Linked DNA regions of Mustela erminea: region 1 is linked to region 2. The links are chromatin contacts, called in public Hi-C maps. All regions are on one chromosome and are shown on one strand. The core of a region is the stretch at or near the end of the contact, and the rest is flanking DNA. Distances in the headings are between cores, read along the strand shown. Region 1 holds the start of MNT (max-binding protein MNT). Region 2 holds the start of PAFAH1B1 (platelet-activating factor acetylhydrolase IB subunit alpha).

Evidence for each region. Hi-C and Micro-C count contacts between places; a contact is called where the count stands out from the background.
Region 1: a contact with region 2 is called in a Hi-C map of spleen, with 6 times the contacts expected there. The contact joins the promoter of MNT here to the promoter of PAFAH1B1 in region 2. A contact is called at or near these places in 2 of 3 Hi-C or Micro-C datasets (skeletal muscle and spleen).

What each region holds. Positions count from the first base shown.
Region 1 is chr18:16,101,933-16,108,610 of mMusErm1.Pri, reverse strand. It overlaps MNT (max-binding protein MNT), which reads right to left and starts at 4,480. Exons shown (of 6, transcript XM_032320416.1): 1 at 1,048-4,480. The coding sequence starts at 1,120.
Region 2 is chr18:15,913,493-15,920,738 of mMusErm1.Pri, reverse strand. PAFAH1B1 (platelet-activating factor acetylhydrolase IB subunit alpha) reads left to right here and starts at 4,122. Exons shown (of 11, transcript XM_032319412.1): 1 at 4,122-4,215.

The sequences.
Region 1 (6,678 bases), core at 3,231-5,730, 190 kb before region 2:
TGGGAGGTGCCCGGCGGCCGGAGCCAGGGCCCAACCCCGCGCAAGGCCACTCGCCAGCCCCGCCCTGGCCCCGCCCCCGGCCGAGCGCGAGGCACTGGGAGGGGCCGGGCCGCTCAGTCCCCAGCGGGAGTGTCCCCCGTGCACGTGGTCGGAGGCGGGGCCCGTCCACGTCACCACCCGGTGTAACCAACGGGCTTGGAACGCAGGCACACGCAACATTCCAGCCGAGAGCGGGTTTGGAACGCGCAGACACGCCACATTCCACACCGGCTAAAGTGGGGCGCAGCAAGGGGGGCCCGGGGACTGCCCCCAGCGACCTGCGGGCCGTTTCGCAGACACCCAATCCTCCCAGCTCTCACCCAAACCCCTGAAGCGCGACCCAGCCCAGGCTTGGGAGGCGGGGTCAGGCGGGGCTGGCCAGGATCATAAGACACGCGATGTCATTTCATTCTGCAAAGGCCGCCTCCGCCCCAAGCGGCGCGTAGATCGGCCGGGAGCGCCCCCCGCACCCTCCCCACAGGGCCAGGGAAGCCGGGGAGCTGCTCGGCGTAGAGTAATTCCCACCCCCCACTCCGTTACACACACGCCCACTCGTGTGCACTATACACTCGCCCGTGTACACGTCCGTTCATCCGCTCTCCTCGAGGCTCGCATCACACATACCCCGTGCACACACGCACGCACACGCGGGTCTGCCACCCCCACGCAACACCATTCCGCACCCCACCCCCCACCGACTCACACATCTTCAGCGCTACCGAGGGCGCCGCTGGCCCACGCGAAAGGAGCCCCCACGAAAGGTGCACACGGGGTGGCAGGCAACTGAGGTGGCGCCCACAGGAGCCGAGTCCCTCTCTGCATGTTAATGAATTCATTAATTAATTTTACTGCCCCCAACACTTCTCCCCGGGCGGCGGCTCTTGTGCGAAACCTTGAGCTGCCCGGCTTCGCGGGCAGCCCAGGAAGGCGTCCTGCCCGCGGTTTCGGAGATCAGGGTCGCTCGTCTCCCCTTCCCCGGTGCCCCAGGGGCCCAGCCCGGCCGCTCACCACGTGCTCTCTGTTGTTGCTGCGCTTGCCATTCCAGGAAGCGGGCCGCCTCCAGTAGCGTCTCTATGCTCATCGCGCCGAGAGCTGCCGGGGGCGCGCCGGGGCCGAGACTGCGGCCCGCGAGAGGGGCACAGGTCAGGCTGGCGGGCAGGCAGGAGGGAGGGATCACCTCCGGGGGGCGACAGGGCTGGGCGGCGCAGCGCACTCCGCAAGGAAGAATGGGAGAGCACGGAGAGAAAAAATTAATGTTTCCCAAAATATTTGCAAAATATAATTTGCAAATTTAAAAAATTTTGGTGCAAAAAAACAAAAGGCGGCACTGCCTCCCTCCTTCCCCTCCCTCTCTTTTTCCCCCTCTGATGCCTCCCGCCCCGCGGCCCCCGGGAGTCCCGCCGACAAGAAAAGGCTTTGCAACAAGATGGCGAGGAGGCACCGACACACACAACAAGGGAAGGAGCCGCGCTGCCCCCGGCCGCCGCCCCCGCTACTACACCGGGGCCGCAGCCAAAGCCCGGACCGGAGCCCCCGCCCGCAGGGCCGCGGCGTCTCAGGAAGGGAGGGGCGGGGTGCTGAGCGGGCTTGCCCCGCCCACTATAGGACGGCGCGCGCACACGTGGCCTGGGTGGGGGTGGGAGAATAACCCGCCCCGCTCGCGCCCTGCATTTCCGCTTTCTCTCCTCGCCCCGCCCCGATGGCAAGCCACAAGTTGAGCAAGGGCTGCGTGTTGCGGTCATTCACAACGAAGTGTGTCCTGCTGGAAGAAAAGAGGGGTGGAAAATTTAAGACTTAAGTTAGCTCAAATAAGGATATTCCAGGTCAGGGAAACCTTAGGATGACTTAGAAGACTGGCCTGACCCCTGGGTCTCCGCTCCCTACCCACACGTGACCTAATTCCTGCAACCACCCCGGCTGTCGCAATTCCCCCGGGATCCGCCCGTGGGCGGAGCTGACGGCAGGAGGCTGCCAGAGACAGGCGGAGGGAGCGGAGCGATAATCCGGTTCCTCGTTTTGCCTCCGTTCCTCCCCCCGCAGTGCGTTCGCATCCTATTAGACGACGTCACCGGGCCAAGGGCCAATGGGCGGGCAGGACAACACGGCATGGAGCAGCTCCACATGGACACCCCGCGCCGCCAGCCTTCTGTTTAAAGGGCCAGTGTCTAACACGGTCACATTCTTAGGTGCGGATGGGTCCACTCTAAGAACGGAGGGTGAGACGCCGAGAGGAAAATTCTGCAGTTGTGCCGTGGCCTACCCTTTACTTTTCATCACCCTTCCTTCCAAATCAAGTCTCTCTTTTCTACCCCCAAATTCTTCTTTGTCCACGCCTATCTAATGTTGATGCCCCCACAGGCCACCCTTTGCTACGGGGCCTGGGCGGGGGCAGTTAACGCAGGGCGTCCGCGGCCGAGACCAAGGGGGCGGGGCCCAAATCGGGAACAACAACGTGGAGGGCGGAAGCCTGGCCCTGCCAGCCGCTGGGCGGTTGAGGCCGCGGGCGGGGCTGGGGGTCGGGACGCTCTGCCTGGTCTCCACCGCGCTCGCCAAGAGGGCGGGACCCCGGGCTGGCGCTCGCTGCCGCCGCTACTTGAGCTAGTGTTTGGGGCTGCCTGCGGTACGATCATAAAGTTAGACCTTTGTCAGCATAAGTAGTCTCATTTTGCAGATAAGGAAACTGAGGCCCAGACACGAGAGAGGACTTGTCTGAAGTCACTCGGTATTCCAACTGCTGCATGCCCTGGAGGAAGGAGTATTTATCCTTGACCCCGTCGACGACTCTTCTGAAGGCAGTTCTGAAACAGGGCAGGGCACCCAATTCGAAAAAAATCGTGTAGGAGTATCAAACTGTCTGCACAGGAAGTTGTCCACTTAATATACTATAGTCTGGGTCTCCAAAATCTTCACCTGAAACCCTGCTGTTCTGCTTCTTTTGGCACAGGCCACACAAGCCCCACTGGTAGAGTTGGTAGTTACACAAAGACCGACTGAAGGCACTTTGGTAGCACCCTAACACATGTACAGCTCTGTGGGCCCAATGCCTGCAGTCCTTTGGCCCCTGCGTCCTAGCCTTAAATTCCTTTTTTGCTACCAGTTCAGAATGGGACAATGCCAGCTGGGTTCAGAATCCTGCAGCCTGGGATTCACCATCAAAGCTACAAAGCAAAACGTAATGAGGACAGCTGAGTGGCAGACCATCCTGCCAACCCATCTCTTCCCATCCCATCCCAACCCCATTGTGCCCTTGGAGGGCTATGTTCCTATTTTGGGGTCTAGCTTAGAGGCACAGAAAGCCGGTACAAATGCATGCCTGCTGGCTTTGCTCCCTTCCTTTGAGGGCATAATACATACCAAGGAAAGAAAACCTGCACGGATCTTGGAAATCAAGAACCTAGTGAAGAGAAGGAAGGGGACTGTTTGCCAGCAGCAGTCTATGGAAGGATCTGATCTTCACACATTTGATGCCCTAGCATCTGTAACTGAGCAGAGGCCATTACACACGTCCAGGTGCCACTGGCTTGGCTTGTGATGGATCTGGAAAGGAAGGTGGGGGAGAGGGTGGGAACAACGGAGCCCAGGTGTCCTGGGATGAATGCCCTTCTCTTGGGAGGGCGAGATCTGTGCTGGTCCTTAAATTGCTTCCATTTAGATATCTGCCACCTGCTACTAGTGTGGCTGGCCTGGCCCACAGAACAACCAAAGAAAATGAGAAGTTTGAAGGCAATACACAGGTGTGTATGCTGGGGTGGGGCACTAAACAGTTTATATAACGTAACAGTTACCTGCAACAATGTTGACCAAATTTTTTGTTTGGGGTCAGCACTGTACTATTCTGTCCAGTGGCCCATGATGCTCAGAGAGCTCCATTCAGCTGTATCTTCTGCCGTCCTCAAGTGGTCATAGCACTCAAATAGTCCTGAAGTCTCTTACAGAGGCCCAAGCCCAATTTTTGACTTCTTGCCGGATACCAGCTCTTTTCCATTAAGTAGGCACCCCTCTGAAAAGGAGCATTCTGAAGACACCTTTTCCTTCATGGGTGGGTAAGCCTGAGATAAAGGTGGGGTGAACAGAGTCAAATGCCAGTCTCTCCCTTGCCCCCAATACCCCATCTGCTCCAGAGCTTAGTGGAGATGCTTGCTATTTAAAACAAACAGCCTTACTGGCTTCACATGATCATCTGTTTATTTGGGTCATGTGGGGACAGCAGCCAGGGGATGTTAGGCAAAAGCAAGGGTTTATAAAGGAGGCTTTTTTTCTGAGCCGTTGTTGCCTACAGGAGACTGAAAATGGCTAAACAGAATATATCAGCCAGGGTTTCCCCAGCTGGGGAAGGGACACAGTTGGGGTGGGAGATACCTACAAGGTGGGTATAAAAGGAGAGAGGAGGGGCACCTGGGTGGCTCAGTGGGTTAAGCCTCTGCCTGTGGCTCGGGACATGGTCTCAGGGTCCTGGGATCAAGCCCCATGTCAGGCTCTCTACTCAGCGGAGAACCTGCTTCCCCCACCTCCTTGCCTACCTCTCTGCCTATTTGTGATCTCTCTCTCTTAATAAAATCTTAAAAAAAAAAAAAAAGAAAAAGAAGGGGAGAGGGGAATGAATAGGAGAGCCGTTTAACATTTTAGCCCCAGCTCCCTGTTCCAAAGGGATGGAACTGGGGTAGAAGCTGGCAACTGTATTCATTCAAAGCAAAGTGAAAAGAAGCCTTCTGATGTTTCAGCACAAAGGTACACTTTGGGAATGATCCAAAGGCCAGCCATCTCCAAAAAGTTGTTCCTAAAGTTCTATTATGGCTTCTAGGTGCTTAGTACCTTTAGAGCAGGGGGACACCTAGGCCACCCATCACTGTGTACTTTCTCATGAAAGGATTTCTATTTTTAGTCTTCCTCCTCAAGTCTGTGCATCCCAATGCCCAGTTCATCCCTCAATTTTTTAATATGCCAAGCTAGAGATATTCTCTTAATGAGACTGTCTTCCACCCTCCACCCCACCCCACTCCCTCAAACAAAGCATTGCATACATACATACAAATGCAACTCCAAGACGTATGAAGATCAGTTTCCTGACCCCCTAAGATGCATACATAATGAGATGGCAGAAAGGAAGTAAAGCCAAAGTACAGGTATTTGCATTAGATCCCAGAAGATGTCCTAACTGTTCAGGACCAACTTCTCAAATTCTGCAAGTGGTTTTAAGGAGCTTTTCACATATCATAATTAAGACAAGACCAAAGAGAGAAAGAAAGCCAGCCAGGATGAAGAAGGGACAGAAAACTAGTAGTAAACCCAGGGTCACAGATGACATTCATTTAACAAATATTTACTGTGTGCCCGACATGTGCTAGGTAGCCTTGTAGCCAAGGCCAGGTGAACTTTGGTAAGCCAGGGTGGGGTAAGAGGTCACAAACAGGACTCTACTCCACAGTAATACCTGGAAAAGGTTAGCTTTGCTCTCTACCACCACCACACTGGACACAGCATAGAGATCCTACAACCACACAAAGACCCATAAGCATGCTGATGTACTCATTTAGTTTAGGTTCCCAGAGCATCATATTTCCTAAGAACGGATAAGAAGAAATTAAGTGGCCCATACATGATTCCTGACAAGCCCAGTCTGAATGATGAGCAGGTTTGTGAATGGCTCTGATAGAGGTGTATTCCATATGGTATTCATCCAGCCATCAGTGAGGTGGGACCCTCAGAGCCAGCAGTTTCCACCAAAGTCTCCAGCTACCTTCCTCCACTCCCACTGAGTAAAGGACTTCTCCTGAACCTACAAAACAGGTACAATCAAGTCACTTACTTTCCCCTCTCCCTTGCCTCATATGATCTCACAGCTGAAGAGTTGAGATAATCTAGTCTATCTTCCCAAGAGAAGATGTCTTATCCAACGTCACAAAGCTGCTTAGTGTCAGCTGGGATGAGAAGAATGGCCTAGTTCTCCCCTGACTGCGTTGGATAGCCAAACCTGGGAAGTGGGTCCAGAGTCCTAGAAAACCTCACAGAAATGGGTGATAGGGAGATAACTTCTCCCCTTCTGGCTAAAGACAGGAACAGTCATTAACTTTGCTTAGTGGTACCCAATAAATAAACTTAGCAGAGGAGTGACAAGGCAAAGGAAAGAGAACTAGACTTAGGATCCAGAGGCCCAGACAATCTCAGAGACTCAGGCCACTGAGGAAATAAGAGCTTCTAGCTGGGCCTGGGCAGACAGCCATTCCTCACTGGTGCCTATATCTGGCCTGAAAAGGTGACTGGGGGAAAGGGGCAGATTTTTATCCAGACAACCGCCCTGGGTGTGGACACTGAGTAATAAGGAAAGAAATGCAGTTCTGAAGCAAAAGGGGAGGAGCCATGCACTTTGAGCTTTTCTGAGAAACCAAAGAGGCTAACTAAACACTGTGGCTAGAGATGGGGGCTCTGGAGACTTGGTAGGAAGAAGCTGATCAAAGCAGAAAGGCACGAGGGAAAGGATATGAACTTCAGCTATTCCTCTGGGGAAAAAAAAAAAAAAAAGAGGAGGCTTTATGAGAGAAAATGAATTCAGGTCATTGGCAGTGAGACGGGGCAAGGTTATGAGCAGCGGCAAGGTGCAGTTTTGTAATGTGAGTCAAGAGCCAACTGGGTCAAGTGGGG
Region 2 (7,246 bases), core at 2,873-5,372:
TTGTCTTTCTGATCTTGTCTCCTACTTCTTTTCTTTGATGCGCTATTAGAGAATAAAATGTGAATGGTGTCCCCTGTACCAATGTAGTCAAGAAGCCTCCTTCCTCACCATCATTTCATTCTACCTACCAGGACCTTCTTTCATTTCCTGGGACCCAGCAAGCATTTTCCTGTCTCAGGGCCTTTCCACTTGTCCCTTAAACTGCAATCCCTTGGTTACTGTTAGCTTAAATGTCCTTCATTCAAAAATGTTTTCTCTTACTACCCTCACTAGTGCAGTCTCTCCTATTTTTTCACTTCAATATTGTTTATTGCCATCATAGTTTTGTCACCTTTTTTCCTGTGGCTTCTACTGGAATACGAACTCCATGACCTCAGGGATTCTATTTGTTCTCTTCATTGTGTCTGGTACATAGAAGGAACTCAATAAATATTTGGTGAATGAGTGAATTAAAATTCTAGCCATTTTTTAAAGGTCTGCTTTAAATCACCTCCCCCATAAAGCCTTCTTTGAGTCCTCTCAGAATCTTTTACTCTACTAGGTGTACACACAGACATAAAAAGAAGAAAGCTTGTTTTACTTTCCTCATGGTCTATGGTGGTGACATCTAGAATGAATTTGACATGTCCTTTTGTATTGTTTCTTTATGTTAGCATTTTACAAATTATTTTTCTCTATATATTTTAAAAGTTTTCAGATTACAAAGTGCAGCTTGTAAACATTTTTTCTATGTCTGGGTTGAGAGTTTCACCTTATAGTCTTTGTTTCTATGGCTTCCCAATGTTTGTGACACATGAGGATGTCATGATGCTGAGATGAAGAATGACTGGTTTAGTTGGACCTGCCCTCACTGACATGCCCATGCTTTGGAGAAACGCAGGTACACAAATTAATTAGCTAAAATCTCCTACAGTGAGTCTCTTGCCAGTTGGGTCATGGTTTTCTGATGGGACTTTGATTCACATAAATTGTATACCTGAAAGCTATCTTCTCACCATTTGCTAATTGCTTTCTATCAGATATGAACATACAACAATGTGTCTTTGCCTATAAACAAAGGGCAGTTTAATTCTCAAAACAAAGTTTTAACATTTGTGCTAATTGTTATAACTGAAACCAATATAACACTGTATGTTAACTATAGTGGAATTAAAAAGTGATAATACAAGTAATAATTTAAAAAAAGAAAAAAATTTGTGCTCATTGTAAACAGATTTTAGAAGACATTTTGTCCTCTCCCCAATAGTATTTTTGGAGTGTTTCTTCCAGTCAGCTTATTTGCAGAATTGTTTAAACTAACACTAATTTTACTGCAGCAATTGAAACAAATGTTTCCATTTTGAAAATGTCTGCTGAAAAAACAAAGATCTGCAATTCAAATGAATGGGGAGATTGTTAAATTGTGGTAAGTCAAATCGATGTTTATACTTACTCTTTTCTCAAGAAACATCATCCACAATATTCATTATTAAATGTTTTCTGGATAGATGTAGTAGATTCTAGTAATCCTTATGAATTATGATGGATGGCATAGATGTCCTGATTCTCCATTCTTAAAAGACAAGTGTTTATTAAGATGGATCTATCATTTGAGCAACTGAAAAGAAAGTGCACAGAACCATAACACATCACTCCACATCAAGTTAGGCATATAACACAGTTTCATTTCCATTTGGAAAAATTATAATCCAAGGAAAGTTTTTATACATTCCTCCCAAGGGGGTTTGTACTTTAAAGGAGTGCTACAGAAATAAAAGCTGATCTCAATTTATCGTGTAATCACATAAAAACAGATTTTAAAGATTCTAAATACATGAGTCCATGAGCTCAAGGTTTACAGCAATCACTACTACCTATTTGTCTTAAATCAGTGTTTATCAATGTGATTCTGATTTCTTTCTGGGTAATTCTGTTGGCTTTTGGAACATTCATTTTAAAAATAACTGATTTACTCAGCTGATTAAATACCAGGGAGTGTGATATCACACAACAATAAATTTTTTTTTAAAGATTTTATTTATTTACTTGAGAGAGAGACAGTGAGAGAGAGCATGAACGAGGAGAAGGTCAGAGAGAGAAGCAGACTTCCCATGGAGCTGGGAGCTCGATGCAGGACTCGATCCCGGGACTCCAGGATCATGACCTGAGCCGAAGGCAGTCGTCAAACCAACTGAGCCACCCAGGTGTCCCCAACAATAAATATTTTAAAAGGTAAAAATGAACCAAAGGTAGATTCTTAGAACAAGAAAGGTTAATTTATTTCATGTTTACTGACTGTTAGGGGACACAGCACAGACCAAACCTCTGTGCCTCCTCTTGTTGTCTTTGTCCAACTTAAGAATTCCAAAGCTGTAAACCTGAAAAAGACCTTCCAGAGACCTTTTGATTTCCTTCCCTGCCTTGGTAAAGAAAAACCCAAGCCCTCCAGACAACCATCCCTCACTCATGCTCCTCCTGAACACCTTCAGGGATAGAGACAATCTTTCTCTGGAAAAGGAAACTTGCTTTGGTATCAGGCAGCAGAAATGGTTACATGATTACCTAGGATTCCCCACTAAGGTACTATATATCACAAATGCAGCATCATCTCTCCATTTCTCACAGAAGCCTTGTAAGCTGGCTATTTATTAGGTCTGTTTTATGGAGAAACCTAGGTCAGAGAGTAATTTAGCCAAGGTTGCACTTCCGGTAAATGGCTGATCCAGGATTCATGCCCAAGTCCTCTCTTTCATTAACCCAGCTGCTTCTTAAGGTCAGTGTATGCATTTACCTACATAAAGGGAATTAATAAAATCAATAAACATAAGCCTAAACCTACGTTTTAGGAAACGAGTTTCCTTGGACAATATAAACTTAATAGATAGATAATCACACTAGATACCTTTTATTAAGGGACTGTTCCATATTGAAAAGTTCAGAACTTCAAATTAAGCCCATTTTATTTTATTTTCAATTTTAGTTAACATACAGTGCAATATAAATCTGGCCTGTTTTAAATCAAATAGCTCTGTGTGGAATAAATAGACTGCAAATCCGCAAGACTTATTCGTCATTAGTATATTAACCTATAATTTACCAAACACACACACACACACACACACACGCACACACACGAAGGCGTGAGCACCTTCTGAGATTACAGTTCCAGGTCTTTCTTTGGGGGTCAGTTTTGAGACTTCAAGTGTCTCAAACGTGTGTGTGACTAAGGAAAAGAATAGCTGAATCATGTCTAAAAGCGAATCCTCCAAATTAAAGATCTGTAATAAAAAATGAAACAATTGGGCTTTCCATCAGCCTTTTAACCTCAACAGCTCCTCTCTCCAAACCAATCCAATAGACTTCCCTCCTCTTCGCCCCCACCAAACTGGGAAATAAAGCCGAAGGCCGGACGTAGCTTGGCCCGAGCTCCACTTTATTCTGAAGCCCATCGGGGCCCGCAATCCACGGGTCCCAACGGGTCCCCGCTGTTGGCCGGGAGAAACGGGGACAGCTCTGTTTGTGGGCAAAAGCAGGGCGGGGAGGTGAACAGAGCCGGAATTCATGAGGTCCCTGAACCGTCAGACGCGAGTCTAGGAAAAAGGAACCCAAGATTACAGAGGCGAGCAGAACGCGAGAAGGCGCACCTCCTGCGCAAACTCGACAGACCGCCACTCTGTACCGCCAAACTGCATCGCACACCCGCCCGCTAAGCGGAAGGCTGCGCGGCTTAGGGCCCGGCCCAGGCCGGCGCATGCGCCGCAGCCCTCTCCGCTCCCGGCCCCCCCCCCCCCTCTCATCCCCGCGGGTTTGGGGCGGCGGCGGCGGCGGCGGCGGCAGCGGCGGCGCGGTGACGTCAGGGCGTTGGGGCAGCTCCTGTGACAGACGGAGCTGGAGCGGCGGGGCGGCGGCGGAGTCCGGCTACTGAGATAGCGAGTGAGCGAGCGAACGAGCAGCGATCCCGGAGCCCAAGGAGCGAGAAAGAGAAGGAGGAGAGCTCGGGCGCGAGCGAGAGAAACCGCGAGCGCCAAGCTTGGGCTCGAGCCCCGGAACGGCTGAGGAGCCCGCCCGCTCCCCTCCCCTCCCCCTTCCCGGGACCGGGCCCAGCGCGCCATCCTCCCCCTCCCTCCTTCCCTCCCTCCCTCCTTCCTCCCTTCCCTCTCCCTCTCCCCCTCCCCCGCCGGTGGATGGGAGTGAAGGACGGAAGAGGCCCTGCGGAGGCGGCGGTGCAGCGCTCCGGTAAGGCGGCGAGGGTCTGCGCCCTCCTCTCTGTCTTCTCCACAGCGCTCGGGCGGCTGCGGGCCGGGCCGGGCGGCCTGACGAGGTGGCTGCGCCGGTCCCCTCCCTCCCATTCTCCCCTCCCCCTGCCGCCGCCTCCTCCTTCTTCTTCTCTCCTCGCTCTCAAAATGGCGGCCGCGACGGCCGTTGAGTGAGAGACACGGGAGGAGGGGGGACAGGCCGGGGAGGGCGCTGCCCTTGCTCCCCTCCTTCCCCGGCCCGGGTTCGGGGGTGCCGGAGTCGCCGCGACTCCACCCGCGGCCCTCCCCGGGAAGAGATCGCCCTCCTCCCTCAGTGACTTAGCAAGAAAAGTATTCTTGGGTAGGAAGGGCGTGGAGAGCAGGTCGCTGTCTGATCTTGGGGAAAGGGTTTGGCCCTCTTCTCCCTGGCCGCGGAAGGCGAGCTCCGCAGTCCCCACCCCACCCGGAGTTGGCGGCTCGGGGACTGCGCTCAGCTCCGCGCGGCCTTGGCACCCACAGGCCTTCAGGCGTTCCGTCCCCCACCTGTCCTTAGGATGGGGTTGATCTGAGGAGGATGGCCCAGCCCTTCACTGGTCCCTCTGTGCGGTGGTCCAGGCTCTACACCCTCTCCAGAGGAGCGGCCGACCCACCGAACCATCCGCAGCATCCACCCACCGAATCTGGCAGGTTTTTCTTTTCTGCCACTGGCTCCTGAGACGGGAGTTGCCTTTTGACGTTGTAAGACAGCTTCGAGGCCCTCAGCCATTCCCCTTCATCTTATCTCCCCACTCCTTTAGGAAACGCAGTGCCTTCTTTAGTCTCCCAGGTGAAAAAAATAGAAAATGTCTTTGAGCTGGTGGGCAAATTTTAACTCTCTGTCTCTCTAAGCAGTAGAGAAGTGGAGTAGGTTTTCAGTATTATAGATAAGAGAGCAAGCAAGGTGCCTTGGCTTTATTTGTTTTTCTGCCTTTCTTCAGTGACTTAGCAAGAAACTCCCCGGGAGGAGGGCAGGAAATTTTCTTTTGGGGTTGGGGTTTGGGTCCAAATTACATCAACCTTTTGGTTAAGAATTTGTGCTTTTGAAGAGAAGAACCAGATTTGTGGTTTCATTCTCAGTGGGCGATGTCATGCCAAGGTACCCCCCCCCCCTTCCTTAGAGGCAATCGGGAGAGAATAAAGATATTACTGTTATCCCGACCTCTATTTCAGCACGTAGTCCTGGAGATTCATAACGTTTTAAAGGCTAAACAAAAAATATATGCCATTTTTGGTAATTCTGTTTTTATTGGGAAGTGGGTTGTTTTGTGTGAATTTCATCTTGAGACTAGGGCGGAGGAAAGAGCTTGGGCCTTTCATACCAGTAATGTCATCCCTCCTCTTTTGCCACAGTAGTATTTGCTTAAAAAATTTTTTTTTGTTTTGTTTTGTTTGTTTGTTTGTTTGTTTGTTTGTTTTTTTCTGCAGCAGGGCTTGATTGCTTTAAGGTTTCTTAATCTGGAAAATTTCCTGCCTGGATATTTTGGCAGTGATATAATATTGAATATATAAAAAGCTTTTACTTAAAAAATTCTGATTTGCTTCTAAGACATCAGCTAGCTTTTAATCTCTCATGGGTGTCTTTCAAGACACAGTTTTGCAAAATAACTGGCAATTGCAAATTGCAGTTTTTATTAAAGCATAAGTGTAATCTGTCTTTAGGGTGATTTATTCTTTCATGTCTTATTATAAATGATCATTGTTTGGATTGTTCAGAAGGGGAGGATCTCTTAAAACAAATTTGAAGCTGTTATTTTTAAATTTGTTTTATAATTTAGAGAAAGAAACCCAATTTTTTTATGAGATATTTCTGTATGTATTGATTTTGATAGAGATAACCCTATTTTGGTACCTATCCCCTCCCCTTTTAAAAATGGGCTAATATTTGTGGATGCTGTGAACAGCCATTGAGCTGAGGAGACTGGGTGGAGTAAGAGAGCAGAAGCTGTGAAATGCTAGATTGCCCTTTCATAGCATTTTTCTTCTGCTTATGTTTTGTAAGGTTATTTTATACTAATTGGTGCTACAACAAAGGCATTTCTCTGTAGTAAATTTTAAAATCTGATGCTTTTAGTTTCCACCATTTTTGCAAGGTGGGTATTGAATGATGGGGGTAAAAAGCAATGTCCCTGCCCTAAAACAGGGACACTTATTGTCTTTCTGTATTTGTGTATACATACACACATATATAGACAACCTGTGTTAATTTTTTTTTTATTATTTTAGTCAAGTTAAGTGTAAGTTAACGAATGCCGGAAATATTTGGCAAGAAATAGTAACTGAAAATATGGCAAAAATCTAAATGAGAATACTATAGTTGTTTTCTTTTACTTTAGTTTGGATTGAAACAGTAAATCTTATTTTTTAATAATATCAAAGATGAGTAAAAAAGATAAGATAATTTGTGTTAAAGGCTATTTATAAAGGTTTTCTTCTTGTGTTGTTCCTTGAAAGGGACCTTTTGTAAGGTTCTACCATAGAGAGGGTAGGTCACTTTAGTGTCTTGCATCAAGCATTCATGTAAATAGATATCTTCAAAAGAATGTCAGATTCACGTGGTAAATGTGATTTTGATGAGATTTAAGACTGTTTGTCAGTGTATGATATATTTTCACACTTTTTTTATTTTAATGTGATCAGAAGGTAGAAGAGTTCATATGTTGAGGAATGAGTGAGGTAGGGAATGGTAATTCACTACTTTATGTCACATATTTCCATCTTACTATTTTAAGGTATAAAAGTGCAGTAAGAGTGTTGATTTTTTTCAGTAGACTATTCATTGATCAGGAGCGTAAAATAATTTGGTTTAAGAGAGCTTTAGTTCCAAATATGTATATGTGGATGTTTCTGATACACATGACAGGATCTTTTGCTTAGTTTGGAGATCAGTTTTTAAAATTCTTCATAATCCTGTATTTATAATTTATTTTATTATTTTTTTTTTTTACAGAGATACAAGTAGGCAGAGAGGCAGGCAGAGAGAGAGATAGGAAGGG